Regions from separate parts of the Mus musculus genome. Here all the other regions are linked to region 1. Evidence: chromatin contacts called from public Hi-C and HiChIP or PLAC-seq data. All regions are on one chromosome and are shown on one strand. Each heading gives the region's core, a stretch centred on a gene start, on an enhancer-like site or on the middle of the called end of the contact. The rest is flanking DNA. Distances are from core to core; before and after follow the strand shown.

Evidence for each region. A called contact is a pair of places that touch in the nucleus more often than the background predicts. HiChIP or PLAC-seq counts read pairs in DNA pulled down with a chosen protein or histone mark.
Region 2: an H3K27ac HiChIP or PLAC-seq map of embryonic fibroblasts shows a contact between it and region 1, with 3 times the contacts expected there. The contact joins the enhancer-like site here to the promoter of Nectin3 in region 1. A contact is called at or near these places in 7 of 39 promoter capture datasets (the 3T3-L1 cell line, cranial neural crest, frontonasal cranial neural crest and 3 more), 6 of 484 Hi-C or Micro-C datasets (adipose-derived mesenchymal stem cells, cerebral cortex, cortical neurons and 2 more) and 1 of 115 datasets of contacts at active chromatin or transcription factors (embryonic fibroblasts).
Region 3: a contact with region 1 is called in a Hi-C map of uterus, with 2.7 times the contacts expected there. The contact joins the enhancer-like site here to the promoter of Nectin3 in region 1. A contact is called at or near these places in 3 of 39 promoter capture datasets (the 3T3-L1 cell line and liver), 3 of 484 Hi-C or Micro-C datasets (cerebellum, myocytes and uterus) and 3 of 115 datasets of contacts at active chromatin or transcription factors (embryonic limb bud and embryonic stem cells).
Region 4: an H3K27ac HiChIP or PLAC-seq map of neural progenitor cells shows a contact between it and region 1, with 4 times the contacts expected there. The contact joins the enhancer-like site here to the promoter of Nectin3 in region 1. A contact is called at or near these places in 1 of 39 promoter capture datasets (liver), 4 of 484 Hi-C or Micro-C datasets (cerebellum, embryonic stem cells, muscle stem cells and 1 more) and 4 of 115 datasets of contacts at active chromatin or transcription factors (embryonic stem cells, kidney and neural progenitor cells).

The regions. Positions count from the first base shown.
Region 1 is chr16:46,495,281-46,498,408 of GRCm38.p6, forward strand. It overlaps Nectin3 (nectin cell adhesion molecule 3), which reads right to left and starts at 1,687. Exons shown (of 6, transcript NM_021495.4): 1 at 1,335-1,687. The coding sequence starts at 1,494.
Region 2 is chr16:46,701,524-46,704,651 of GRCm38.p6, forward strand. No RefSeq gene overlaps it. Among named protein-coding and RNA genes, the nearest start is that of Nectin3, 210 kb to the left of the region's middle. Within about 2 kb of position 1,673, at least 7 of the 459 cell types and tissues checked have an H3K27ac peak or open chromatin away from gene starts, as enhancers often do. A contact at or near this core is called in adipose-derived mesenchymal stem cells and embryonic fibroblasts, where this site is marked.
Region 3 is chr16:46,676,329-46,679,456 of GRCm38.p6, forward strand. No RefSeq gene overlaps it. Among named protein-coding and RNA genes, the nearest start is that of Nectin3, 180 kb to the left of the region's middle. Within about 2 kb of position 1,588, at least 1 of the 459 cell types and tissues checked has an H3K27ac peak or open chromatin away from gene starts, as enhancers often do. A contact at or near this core is called in uterus, where this site is marked.
Region 4 is chr16:46,653,788-46,656,915 of GRCm38.p6, forward strand. No RefSeq gene overlaps it. Among named protein-coding and RNA genes, the nearest start is that of Nectin3, 160 kb to the left of the region's middle. Within about 2 kb of position 1,469, at least 2 of the 459 cell types and tissues checked have an H3K27ac peak or open chromatin away from gene starts, as enhancers often do. A contact at or near this core is called in neural progenitor cells, where this site is marked.

The DNA.
Region 1 (3,128 bases), core at 437-2,936:
AGAGTGGGGATATGGAAACTGGACATGCTGGACATGATAGCATGTCGTTTCTCACAAAGCACTCCATGTAAATCAAAACCTTGACTTACAGCACTGGAAATGTACTAAAATTCTCAGTCTGTAAGTGGCACTCAACCTCAACATAATTTCCTCTCCCTATGAACTAACTACCCTGACTCACCTACCAGGAGCAGATTTTTCTTTCTTCTGCATCAGAGCACTAAGGAAATTTGTTCACATCTCTCCCTTATAATAAATACGGGTACATCAGCTTTTAAGATTTCATATGCACTGATAACCATTGTCTGAAAAAAATCTAAATCTAAGTTGTATTCCTCCATCTTTCCCGTCAGCAATCCTTAAATGAACAACACCTTGCGGCATTTTGATATTACCCAGACATTCAATAGCCTAAGACTGACTGGTAGCTTTATTTCACCAAATCAATGCTGTCCACTGATTACCACGTCCACTTCTCTAGCATGAAAAGTAAATATATCATTTCATTTTCATCTTCCTTAAAAAAAAAAAGTAGGTCTCTAAAACTAGTCTCAGATTCCGGGAACGGAACTTACAAAGAGATTAGCTCCTAAATCTGGAATAAAAGAGGCACACTGGAGAAACCCGGGGCTACTTGTTTTAACAGCCAGGGAACAGTAGGTGCAATATGTATTCAAAAGGTAAATCTTGCGTCCCCGAGAACAAGGTTTTCTTCTAAAATAACCAGGGGCTGCGTGAAGGACGTCCAAAAACTGGAAGGCGGCGTGAGGGTACCATCTGGGATCAACCCAAAGATCCAAAGGTTACCAGGGCACAAATCGTGCTGGAAGGGGGATGCAGGCGCAGAGTGGGTTTTTAAGATGGTGCCTTCTCCCGGAGGCCAGGAGGCGTGGACCCGAAGGCTACAGTGCGCTGGGCTAGTGTCCACAGGGTTTCCGGACTTGCAGCTCAAGTTTCATCGGAGAGAAAGGAGGAGGCGGCAACATGCACTCAGGCATCCTAACCTCAGCCTAGAAGTCCGCGCTCTCCGCTTCGGCGCATCAGCTCGGAAGTAACGGTTCCCGGGGCACGCGGGGCTCCGCGCACCGAGCTCCACCGCCAGCCCTGGGGGCCCAGCGCGACGACCCGCGCGGCCTCGGGGGGCGGGAAGCCAGCGGTCGGCGCCCTGTTCGCTCTCCCTGCCCTTCCCGGGCCTCGCCCGGGGCGCGGCGAAAAGTTTCCAGGCAAAGTCCGCGGCGGCCGCTCGCGCAGCCAACCGCCCGGCACAACCGCCTCGGCTAGCCTCGCCGCCCGCGCCCGCCCTGCTCAACCCCTCGCTCGCCCGCTTCACCTACCACAGAGCCGGGAGAAGAGAAGCAGGGGAATAAGCAGCAGCAGCAGCGGCGGCGGCGTCGGGGCCGGCAGCAGCAGTCCGGCCGCGGGAGGAAACGCCGAGGAAAGTTGTGCTTTGCCGCCTCCAGGACACAACGGGGCCGGGCCCGGGGTCCGCGCCATGCCCGCCTTGCCCCGGCCCACCCGCTCGCCCGCGCCCCGGCGCCTCAGGCTCTGGGTGGCGGCGGCGGCGGCGGCCGCGGCGCGGAAGGGCCAGCGCGCGTGTCCTCAACCCCCGGCTCCTGCGCCGTCGCCGCCCGCCGCCACTCGGCCGAGCGCTCGCGGCTGCCTCGACTCCGCCGTCGCCGATGCCACTGCCGAGGCTGAAGCGGGAGCCGCCCGCCGCCGCCACTCCCCTCCCCGCGGTCCCCGCCCGCCGCGAACTCCTGGGAACTCGGAACGCACCACCCCGCCCTGCGGGAGGGGGAGCCGCCGACCCTCACTACCGGGACGAGCCCGCCCTCCCTGCCGCCGGGCTGCCTGGACGCCGGCCGAGCCGCCCGCCGAGTCTCCTCCCACCCTCTCTCCCCACACGCTCCTCCCACTTCCAAAAGAAAAAAAAAAAAAACTTCATCCACTTGGAAAACCGGGCTTCTCCCGAGGCTAAGCAATCTGGACCAGGCAAGGCGGCCCCGCCCCTTGGCCCCGCCTCGTCTCCCCCCCTCGCCAGCGCTGGAGATGGTCTCGCCCACTCCGCCCCTCGCGGGGCTGGGGCCGCCGGGGCACACAGAGGCGCTCCGAGGCGGAGGGCTGCGGGACTCCTAGTCCTGCCTTTTTCTCCTCCAGAGTGGCGAGGTTCCCCTAGCGGGACCAGGGATAACCAGGGGGGTGAGGGGAAGGCAAGATGAGGGTACCGGCTCTCCGCGGGTCGGAGCGGGGGGTTGCCTAATTTGGGAAGCTGGATACCGCGGGGCTGGACCAGCCTTCTCCCTCCTCACCCAGGCGTAGGGACTGAAAGGAGATTCTCCACTCCTCCCTCCTCCCCAGGAGCATCCCGGTTCTCCTCTGTCCGGGACCGGTGTTGGCCCAGGCGTTTAGCCTGCTTTTTACACCGGGAGGGAGGCTTGTTGGAAGGGTCAGCGGAGCTGCCGGAGGACAGGAGGGGGCCCTCCGAAAGGTTTGCTCTCTAGCTCTTGCTTCTCTTGGGCTGCCCGTTTGTCCACTTTCTGCGCCGGGCGACCGGCAACAGGAGGCCATGGATCTCCCATGCGAGGTCTTCGAGTGTGGTCTTGTTTTCTCTTTGATCGTTCGCATGTTCGCACTTGTAATTTTATTTTCTCGCGTGTCTCTCTTTGAGTTATTCTCAGAAAAGTGACCTCGGGAAGTATTAAACATTTACCCTTAAGAGGAGCATCTGTGATTCACCATAACCCTCCCTCAAACCCCCAAAGCTTGTCTGCCCTTCCCTCCTCCTCTATCCGCCACGCACAGCCGGAGTGACTTGACCTTGAAGCCCCAGTTACCGTAGGGGGAAGGAGATGGATGAACAGTTTGGGCTATCTGCGGAGGCGGTGGAAGCGGAGGACACCGTCCGGAGGCCGGACACCATTAATTTTATGTTGTCCTACCATCCCCACCAGATAGCTAAAGATGTGCTCCAATAAGAATAACAGCCACCCAGAGAGCAGCCTGTGGCCACTAAAGTAAAGCTTGCCTGGTGCCCACGACAACGTCGTGCTCCAGACTGAGTCACTGGGATCTCCTCGGCTTAACACACTGATTTATGATGTCTTACTCACCTCCGTAGCATCCTATCC
Region 2 (3,128 bases), core at 423-2,922, 210 kb after region 1:
TTGATACAATCTAGAGTCAAGAGAAAAGGGGAGCTCTCAAGTGAGAAAACTCTTCCAAGAGATTGGCATGAAGACAAGACTGTGAGCCTTTCCCTGCATGATGATTGATTTTGAAGAGCCCAGCCAAATGTGGATAGTAGTGCATGTCTTGGATGGAGCTCTTGGGTTGTATCAAAAAGCAGGGTGAGCAAGCCATAGAAAGCAAGATCCACAGCAGCACTGGTCCATGGTCTTTGTTTCAATTCCTGCATCCATGTTCCTGCTTTATTCCCTTTCCTGATTTCCCTAGGTGATGAATTGTTACCTAGAAATATAAGATGAAATACTACATTTCATCTTATATAAGCCATTTCCTTCCCAAGCTGCTTTTGGGCATGATTTTATCCCTGTAATAGAAACCCAACTAATACAGGGGAAAAAAATGACCAGTTTGTTTTGAATAAACTGGTTACTGTGAGATTAGATGATGTGTCTTGATTGACTAGCTATGGATTGACTGGTTAGGGAGTGGATTGTGAGACAAGATCCCGCCTGGGAGCTTAGATTAAAAAACAGTCTATGGATAAAACCAACCTTTATCCATACGTATAGAAATGACGACAGCGCAAGCCATAGGACATCTGAGGAAGAAGTCATCACTACCAGCAAAATATTGTCTAGCAGGACAAACACAGCATATTTTCAAAGAAAACTGTTATGACCAAGTTTAAACACTGATGTAATGAAACCAGAAGGAAGGGAAAGGCTGATGCTACTGGGGAGATCCACAAAATAAGGTCAAAGGCAAGGCTGGCAAAAAATATGACTGGAAACACCAGTTAAAATTCCTTTTTGCTCAAGAGAATATCTTCTGTTGATCTTGAGTCCTGTTTAGCTTTTAACTAGCGTGATGCTAAAGATGCTCTCTAATGCATTCATAGACTATTGACTGACAACACTCTCCTGGGAGTGTGCGTTGGAGAATCACCAGATTACTGGTACCTTCTGGGCCTTAGAAAGCTGAGTGTAAACATTTGAAATCTGCTGTGCTCGTTAACAATTCCTCCACCCCCACCCCTGTCTCATCCTCACTTACCTTCTGGGTTTTAATTAATTAATTAATTAATTAATTCACTTTACATCTGAATAACAGCCCTTCTTCTACTAGTCCCCGCTCTTGCAGCTTCTCTCCCGAACTCCTCCACTGAGAAGGGAAGCCCTCTCACATCAGTCATTGCAGGACTAGGCACATCCTCTCTCTCACTAAAGCCACAGAAGGTAGCCCAGTTAGGGGAACAGAATCCATAGGCAGGAAACAAATTCAGGGACAGCCACCAATCCAGTTGTTTGGTGACCCACAGGAAGACCAAGCTGCTTATCTGCTACATATGTGCAAGGCCCTTAGGCCCAACCTGTCCTGGCTCTTCGGTTGGTGATTTAGGGTTGGTGATTTAGTCTCTGAGAGCCCCCAAGGATCCAGGTTAGTCGACTATTTTGGTTTTCTTGTGGTGTTCCTGTCCACTTCCACACCCTCAATCCTTCCCCCACTCGTCCACAAGACTCCCCAAGCTCCATCTAATGTTTAGTCTTTGTATCTATCTGAGTCAGCTGCTAGGTGGATCCTCTCAGGGGACAGTTATTCCAGGCTCCTGTCTGCAAGCATAACACAGCATTGTTAATAATGTCTGGGTTGGTTTTGCCCATGGAATGGGTTGAAATTTGGGCCAGTCATTGGTTAGTCATTCCCTCTGTTTCTGCTCTGTCTTTGTCCCTGCACATTTTGCAGACAGGAAACATTTTGGGTCAAAGGTTTTGTGAGTGGGTTGCTTGTCTTTATCCCTCCACTGCCAATAATATATATCCCCAAATTAAATTAAAATGGGGTACAGAGTGAAACAAAGGAATCTCTAATGTCTGAGAAATACTTAAAGAATTGTTCACCATCTTTTGTCATCAGGAAAATGCAAATCAAAACAACTCTGAGATTCCACCCTGCAACCATCAGAATGGCTAAGATAAAAACCTCAAGGGACAGCCAGCACATGCTGGTGAGAATGTAGAGCAAGGGAACATTCCTTCATTGCTGGTGGGAGTGCAAACTTCTACAACCATTTTTGAAATCAATCTGATAGTTTCTTAGAAAATTGGGAACCGTTTCTACCTCTAGACCCAGCTTTACCACTCCTGGGCATATACCCAAAAGATCTTCCACCATCTCAAAAAGACACTTGTTCAATTGTGTTCATAGCAGCTTTATTCATAATAGCCAGAAACTGGAAACAGCCTAGATGCTCCTCAACTGAAGAATGGATAAAGAAAATGTGGTTCACTTACACAATGGAATACTCCTCAGCTATTAAAAAGAAAGACATCATGAGTTCTGTAGACAAATGGACAGAACTAGAAAATATCCTGAGTGAGGTAACCCAGACCCAAAAGAACATGCATATTACGTTATGTTATATGGATATTAGTCATAAAGTACAGGTTAACCACAAGAAAGTCCTGAGGGAGGATGGTTGAATCTTTCTCAGAAAGTGAAATAAAATATATATTGAAGGTGTATGGAGGCAGGGAACTCGGTGGGAGAGGGAATATAGATGGGAGCAGGGTGTGGTGGTGGGGATCTGTTATAGTGAGAGCAGGGGACATAGAACAGAAATTGGAGGTGGGGGGAAGCATAATATCTCTAGGATGTGCCAGAGACCTGGAATAGGGTGGATACTCAAGGGTGTCTTGGGGGTGACTCTAGCTGAAACTCCTAGTAGTGGGGGATATGGAGCCTGAAGTGGCCACTTCCTGTAGCCAGACAGGACCTCTGGCTTCTTAAGAGATAGCTCTTCTTTTTCTGGTCCATCTACTGCTTACATCTGTTCCTATCAGGACATCTGGAATTCTTATTAAGTCATTGTGTAGAGCCAAGCCATACACACTAAAGCTGTGCAAATGAAGACATATCTAAAAATGTTGTTCCAGGATGCTGAGAAACAAAAGTTAAATGTATTAATGACTTCTCTTCCAACTCAGGCATTCAAGTGTGGCTTCATTTTTCTGGTGAGTAACAGAATCAACATGCTAGAAATATCCAACTTAAACAAGAATTCTAATGAAACAGAGATGATGTCACTCTGATTTTTAGCTACTTATTT
Region 3 (3,128 bases), core at 338-2,837, 180 kb after region 1:
ATGGTAGTGTCTCGCTAAAACTTTATTTACAGGAATAGGTGATCTGTAGACCACATCTTATCACCCATCACCTAAACCATTATCAAACCTCTCACTGCTTTTGAGGTACTTAATTCACTTGGTTGACAAACTTTTCTGCTAAAATAATGCATATATTGTTTTCTGATTTTGCTTCTATTTATGATTAGTAGGGCTGTGTATTAGTCAGGGTAGGGTAGATCGTATTGCAGTAACAACAGTTTACAAACTGTAGAGTCTTAGCCTGGGAAAAGATTCCTTCCCCATACTAAATATCAGATGCTTGCCAGTGAAGAATACCATGACACATTACTTCACATCAGGTTGTGGGCTGATGCCACACCTAGGAACAATTGATGATCACCTTGATGCAGATCAAAAGAAACGATGCCAAACCACATACTTGTTTTTAAGGCTTTTGTGAGAAAATGGCATGGCACCCATGTGTTATCAGCTGTTATAGTTCTTACAGCCTGGCCTCACTTGAAAGGGTAGAGAAGGGTATTCCTAGTACATAAGAGAACAGGGACGGTCATAAAATCCTGCGTTCTGATGTCTCCCACAGGTGGATGCTACAAGCCACTGTAAGTGAGACAGAGACAGGCAAGCTAACACAGTCCAAAGCAATGTATGTGAACTGACTGATAATGAGTTCATGAGTTCTCAACAATGTCTTGCTTACAGTAGAAATATGAAAGCAATCTTGAGGCTGAGAAATATGATTTCATCAGAATTTAGTACTGATTCTCTGTTATTTCTATATTTTTATTATTGTCTTGTGAAAATAGTTACCTTATTATATTTAGTTTTTGGATTCTGAAAAATGCCCTAGACTAAATTCTGTTTACAACACTTTGGAGTAGGATGCCATCAGATATATTATACATATCCATTTTGACTTCCACATATCTCTTGTAAATTGGGTTCAATGTGACTAGCTACCTTGTAGGTCAAGAATAAAATGAATGGAGCCCAAGCATATCATATAGATGCTCATGAAAACAGCCTGCGTGGTCTTTCTGCTATGCCTTTTCCTTCTTATTCCCATAATGTTCCATTGTAGTAAAGTATGATCAATAAGAAAACCTAGTCGGCCATCAATGAAAGGAGAGGCCTTTGGTCTTTCGAAGATTATATGCCCCAGTATAGGGGAATGCCAGGGCCAGGAAGTGGGATTGTGTGGTTTGGAGAGCAGGGCGGTGGGAGGGTATAGGGAACTTTCAGAGAGGAAACTAGGAAAGGGGATAGCATTTGAAACGTAAATGAAGAAAATATCTAATAAAAAATAAAAAAGAAAACTCTTTATTACTTCTAAACACTTCATTAGTGCTATTATTAAATGATAGACTATATAACTAGGAAACATAACTGATTTCCTCAAGATCAAATAGATTTTAAAGTGATACAAGAAGTGCAGACTTCCCTCCCTTGCTTTATACTGTGCGTCCTTTACACAAAGTCTGGCGTCTTTCCCAAAGATTGCTTTGCAAGCAAATTGAAGCCTGTTCCTCTAAGCACTGCAATCTTCTCACTGCCTATTAGCTCATTTTTTAGTTTCCTTTCCTGTCTGTGCTCATTCCTACCCATTGTTTTTATGCTTCATCTCCCCACAGAATGGGCTAGCTCCTCTAACTTCTGAGAAAGGCTTTTGCTCCTTTCCAATAATTTCTCTGACTTGTCCTGAGAGGAGATGGAGCAGGACTCTGCAAGAGAAGTGGCTCTTCTGGCCTGAGGCCTTAGGGGAGTTTACTTGAATGACAAGCTAACTGGTTATCCTCCTCAAGAGTCTGCTGTTGACAGAGAACAGCATGAGGCCCTCTGTTGCTGCTCACAGATGAGAATAGTTCTTGAAGGTAGGCCCCTGAAGATGGACAGGCTCTTATACAGTATCACTCCATGTCTCCACTCAAGCACCTGGAGAGCAGTGGAACTGTATCCGTATTCACTTTCTAGCTGTGATAAACACAGTAACCGAAAGCAACTGTGAAGGAAAGAGTTTATTTGGTTTCATACTTCAAGTTACAGTCTTTCCTGTTGGAAGATCAGGACAGGAACTTAAGGCAGGAACCTGGGGCCAAGAACTGGTGCGGAGACCATAAGGAATGCTGCTTACTGGCTTGCTCTGTGTAGCTTTCTCAGCTTCTATCCTTATAATGGCACCATCCACCAAGGACTGCTACCTCCTACATCACTTAGAGATTAAGAAAATACCTCCAGACATACTTTCAGGCCAATCTGATAGAGGCAATTCCTCAACTAGGGCTCCTTCTTCCCAGGTGAGTATCATTTATGTTAAGTCGACAAAAACTATCTGGAACAAGGTGCTTCATACATTTGAATGACACCTTCCAAAAGCTGTGACTGCACCTCAGAATAGTGCATAGTTCCCAAGGATATCTCATTTATTAGGTTCTTGCAGCCCCCAAAAAGCAACATGACATTCACGCGCACTCTATCCAAAATGCTCAGGCTTAGGTGATGGGCAGAAATCAATATTTGCCGAAGAAGAAGATGAAGTTTGTGGGTGGTTCTGTAATTCAAGATGTAATACAGAGGTGCTTCAGAGATGAATTGCAAATAAAAGGGCAGGAAGAATTTCATGAGTGTCATTTTAAAAGGCTTCATGCTAATAAGAGGCAAACTCATCCTTTGATATTTTCAAGCTTGCTGAGTAAATAACTCATAAACTTCCCATCATGATTATACGTGTGTCACTGGTGTGCTTCTGAGTCTGATTTTTTCTTTTTTGCAGGTTTGTATCAGTGCCAGAATGCCAGGATCCCAGCTAGCTCCCTGGCTCACCATTCAGCCCACACTAAGAATTCAGGGGAGGTGTTCTTTTCATGAGGCTACACTGATACTCTACCTGACGTCTGCTTGAATGGTATCATTTTTCTTGTTTTTCTTTCCTATGAATATGTCTTAGACCTTTTCTTTCCTTAGGCACATAAAGGGAGAGGTGGTGTGTATTAGATAATGCTCGTGGAATTCCTCACCTCTCACAAAAGAGCTTACAGATGAGGTATAGAAAACACCTCAGTGATTTGAGACTCAATGGCTTGCAGGACAAGGAAATGGCAGGCAGGTAAATAAACAGGTGTTTTAAAGTG
Region 4 (3,128 bases), core at 219-2,718, 160 kb after region 1:
TTACTGCTGTTGGGCATTCCTGAGGAAAAGCTCTTTCTTATATTGAGTCTGAGCCAGCTTCTTGGTTATAACTTGACCTTTTTGTCAACATGTCAAGCAATGCTTTCCACTCTGCCATGTGATGGCCCTTTGAGTAAGTTAATGTTACCTTCCATGGCCGACGATGCATGTAAGTGCACATATGAAATAAACACACACACACACACACACACACACACACATACACACACACACACACACACACACACACAGGTACTTGTGTGGTCAGGCTTCTTTTTATGTCTAATCTCTTTAGTCTATTTGTATGGTACAAATGCCAGGATTCCAAGTTTCTTACTTTTCACCTTTACTCATAAGGTGTTCATGTTCTAATGACAAGTTCTAGTTTCCTATTGTGCATAGATGACTTGCAAACTACTCATACAGCCTACCAGAGCAGAGTTCTAGAAAATTCATTTGTACTGAGTTAGCAGAAGACATGTACTGTTCCCCTCTTTTTTTTTTTTATTTTTTATTTTTTATTTTTTTGTGATTTCTTTTTTTTTTAATTAGGTATTTTCCTCATTTACATTTTCAATGCTATCCCAAAGGTCCCCCATACCCACCACCCCAGTCCCCTATCCACCCACTCCCCCTTTTTGGCCCTGGCGTTCCCCTGTACTGGGGCATATAAAGTTTGCAAGTCCAATGGGCCTCTCTTTGCAGTGATGGCCGATTAGGCCATCTTTTGATACATATGCAGCTAAAGACAAGAGCTCCCGGGTACTGGTTAGTTCATATTGTTGTTCCACCTATAGGGTTGCAGTTCCCTTTAGCTCCTTGGGTAATTTCTCTAGCTCCCTCCATTAGGGGCCGTGTGACCCATCCAATAGCTGACTGTGACCATCCACTTCTGTGTTTGCTAGGCCCCGGCATCTGTTCCCCTCTTATATTCCTTCATATTAGGGCAGTGTACAATAATCTACCAGAGCTCTTTATTAGACTCCCAGTGGTATTGCCTCTTTTGCACAGTAGACTGTGAATATTTAGCTACATAATTAGCAAATGAAAAGAGTCATCCATAATTCCATAAAGATTCTGATTACAGAAACTACATCTTCTGGCTGCCACTTTATAATAACACCTCCAAGTGTTTGAGGTGTGGTCTGGTGATGTCTCTAACCCAACCACAACAGATTGATCTCAAAGCATTGTAGTTGGCTGTGACTGATTACTACAGTCACTGGGATATGCCTAGTTTCAGTGGAACTTTGCAAGCAATCAGATCCTGTATGAGACTAGCATTCAGAGAATCTGTCAAATCAAAGCTTACCCCTCCGTTCTCTCAGTGTTATAAGCTACAGTCAACATTCTAACCTGTAACTTCTTTTCTGGTCAAATTTTGTGGCTAGTCATGGCTTTGCTGTGGTTGGCACGGGAGCACATTCGATGAGGGATGACTCAGTCCTGCCAGTCCTTGTTCTTCTAAGCTCGAACTGAAAGTTCCATTGAGCTAATTAGCATTTGAAGTATCAGTTTGGAAGGACTAGCATGATCATTACCATCACCATGGAGAATTAGAAGAGGCTAGCCAAGATTGGTGGTGTCACTTTCTGGTCTTTTTCAGTTGACCAGAGGTCCTCTGTTACAATAGTGCTAGTGTAGCCTGGTTCCCTATCTTCTGCGAGTGGGGAATGATAGGTACAGAACCAGATACTTAGTGTTATAGAGTTTAAGATCTGATGTCCACACCATAAACAATGGGGAACAAGGAAGCTAAGGAGCTACTGCTCATTTGCCCCATTGTCTTCTCCAAGGCACGATACTCCAGCAATCTTGTAAAACCAAGGCTTTGGATATTTTCCCTTCTGTGACAGTTGTGAACCATGACTTATCCACAGGTATGGCAAATAAAAGCAGGCTACATATAATGACTATGTTTTTCTTTTATTGAAAGTAGATTTTTTTCATACAATAATTTTTACTATGATTTCTCTTCCTGCAATTCCTCTCAGTTCCTCCCTACCTTCCCTCTAGTCCCAGTCACACCCATTTTGGTTCTCCATAGAAAATGAACAGGCATCTATGGAATAATAATAAAATAAAATATGATAGAGCAAAAAATGAACAAGCAAAAAATTTGGAGTAGAACAGAACAAACAGAAGAAAGAGAGGCCAAAAAAGAGCATGAGACACACATATAGACCCAGAAACACAGTCAAATATGCACAAATCCCATAAAAACATAAAACTGGGGATCATAGTACAAACTGTTAGGATTTTTAAGGTTAACAGTTTTTTTTTGCATGTTCTTAAACAACATTATGAGACAACGAATCCCCAAAGGTGTTGTTGAGTTAATATTTTGTTGGCCATCTACTGCTTGGCATACAGCTTACCCTTAAGAGTGATTTGTTTTCCCAGTGAGACTTAATTGTAGAAAACCAAATTTTTATTTGTAAGGGGTTATTAATTGGTGATAGCTTCTGTGTTAGCGATGGGAGTATGTGTCTACTTCTATCAGCTCTAGGATCCTATCTGGTACAGACCACACAGACTCTGTGCATGCTGCTATAGTCTCTAGGGGTTCATATGTGTGTTAGTCTTGCTGTGTTTATAAGATTTTATATCCTTGGCGTTCTCCATCTGCTCTGGACCTTACAATCCACCTTCTCTTCTGCAGAGTCCCTGAGCCCTGATCAGTCGGGATTTGCTGTAGACATTCTTTTTAGGGCTGAGTGTTCCAAGGTCGCTTATTTTCTGCATAATACTGACTATGGCAGATATTTGCTCCCATTTGCTTCAGGAGAAAGCTTCTCCGATAATAGCTGAGCACTGATCTATGAGTATAGCAGAATGTTGCTAGGAGTCATTTTATTGCTATATTCCTTTAGCAGAAAATTAGTATATGGTTTTCCCTAAGTGCCTGACTTGTCTAGTCTCAGGATCTTGGTCATCCAAGCAGGAACTGGTATAGGTTCCAACTTAGAATGTGAGCCTTAAATCAAATGAAATCTTTGTTGGTTACTCCCACAAGTTTTGTGCCAGTGTTATCCCATCTTATCTTGCAGGAAGGTCTCCATTGTAGACTGAAGGTTTTGCATCTAGGTTGATATTTACCTTCCTCCTTTGGTAACATTCAAAGTAGC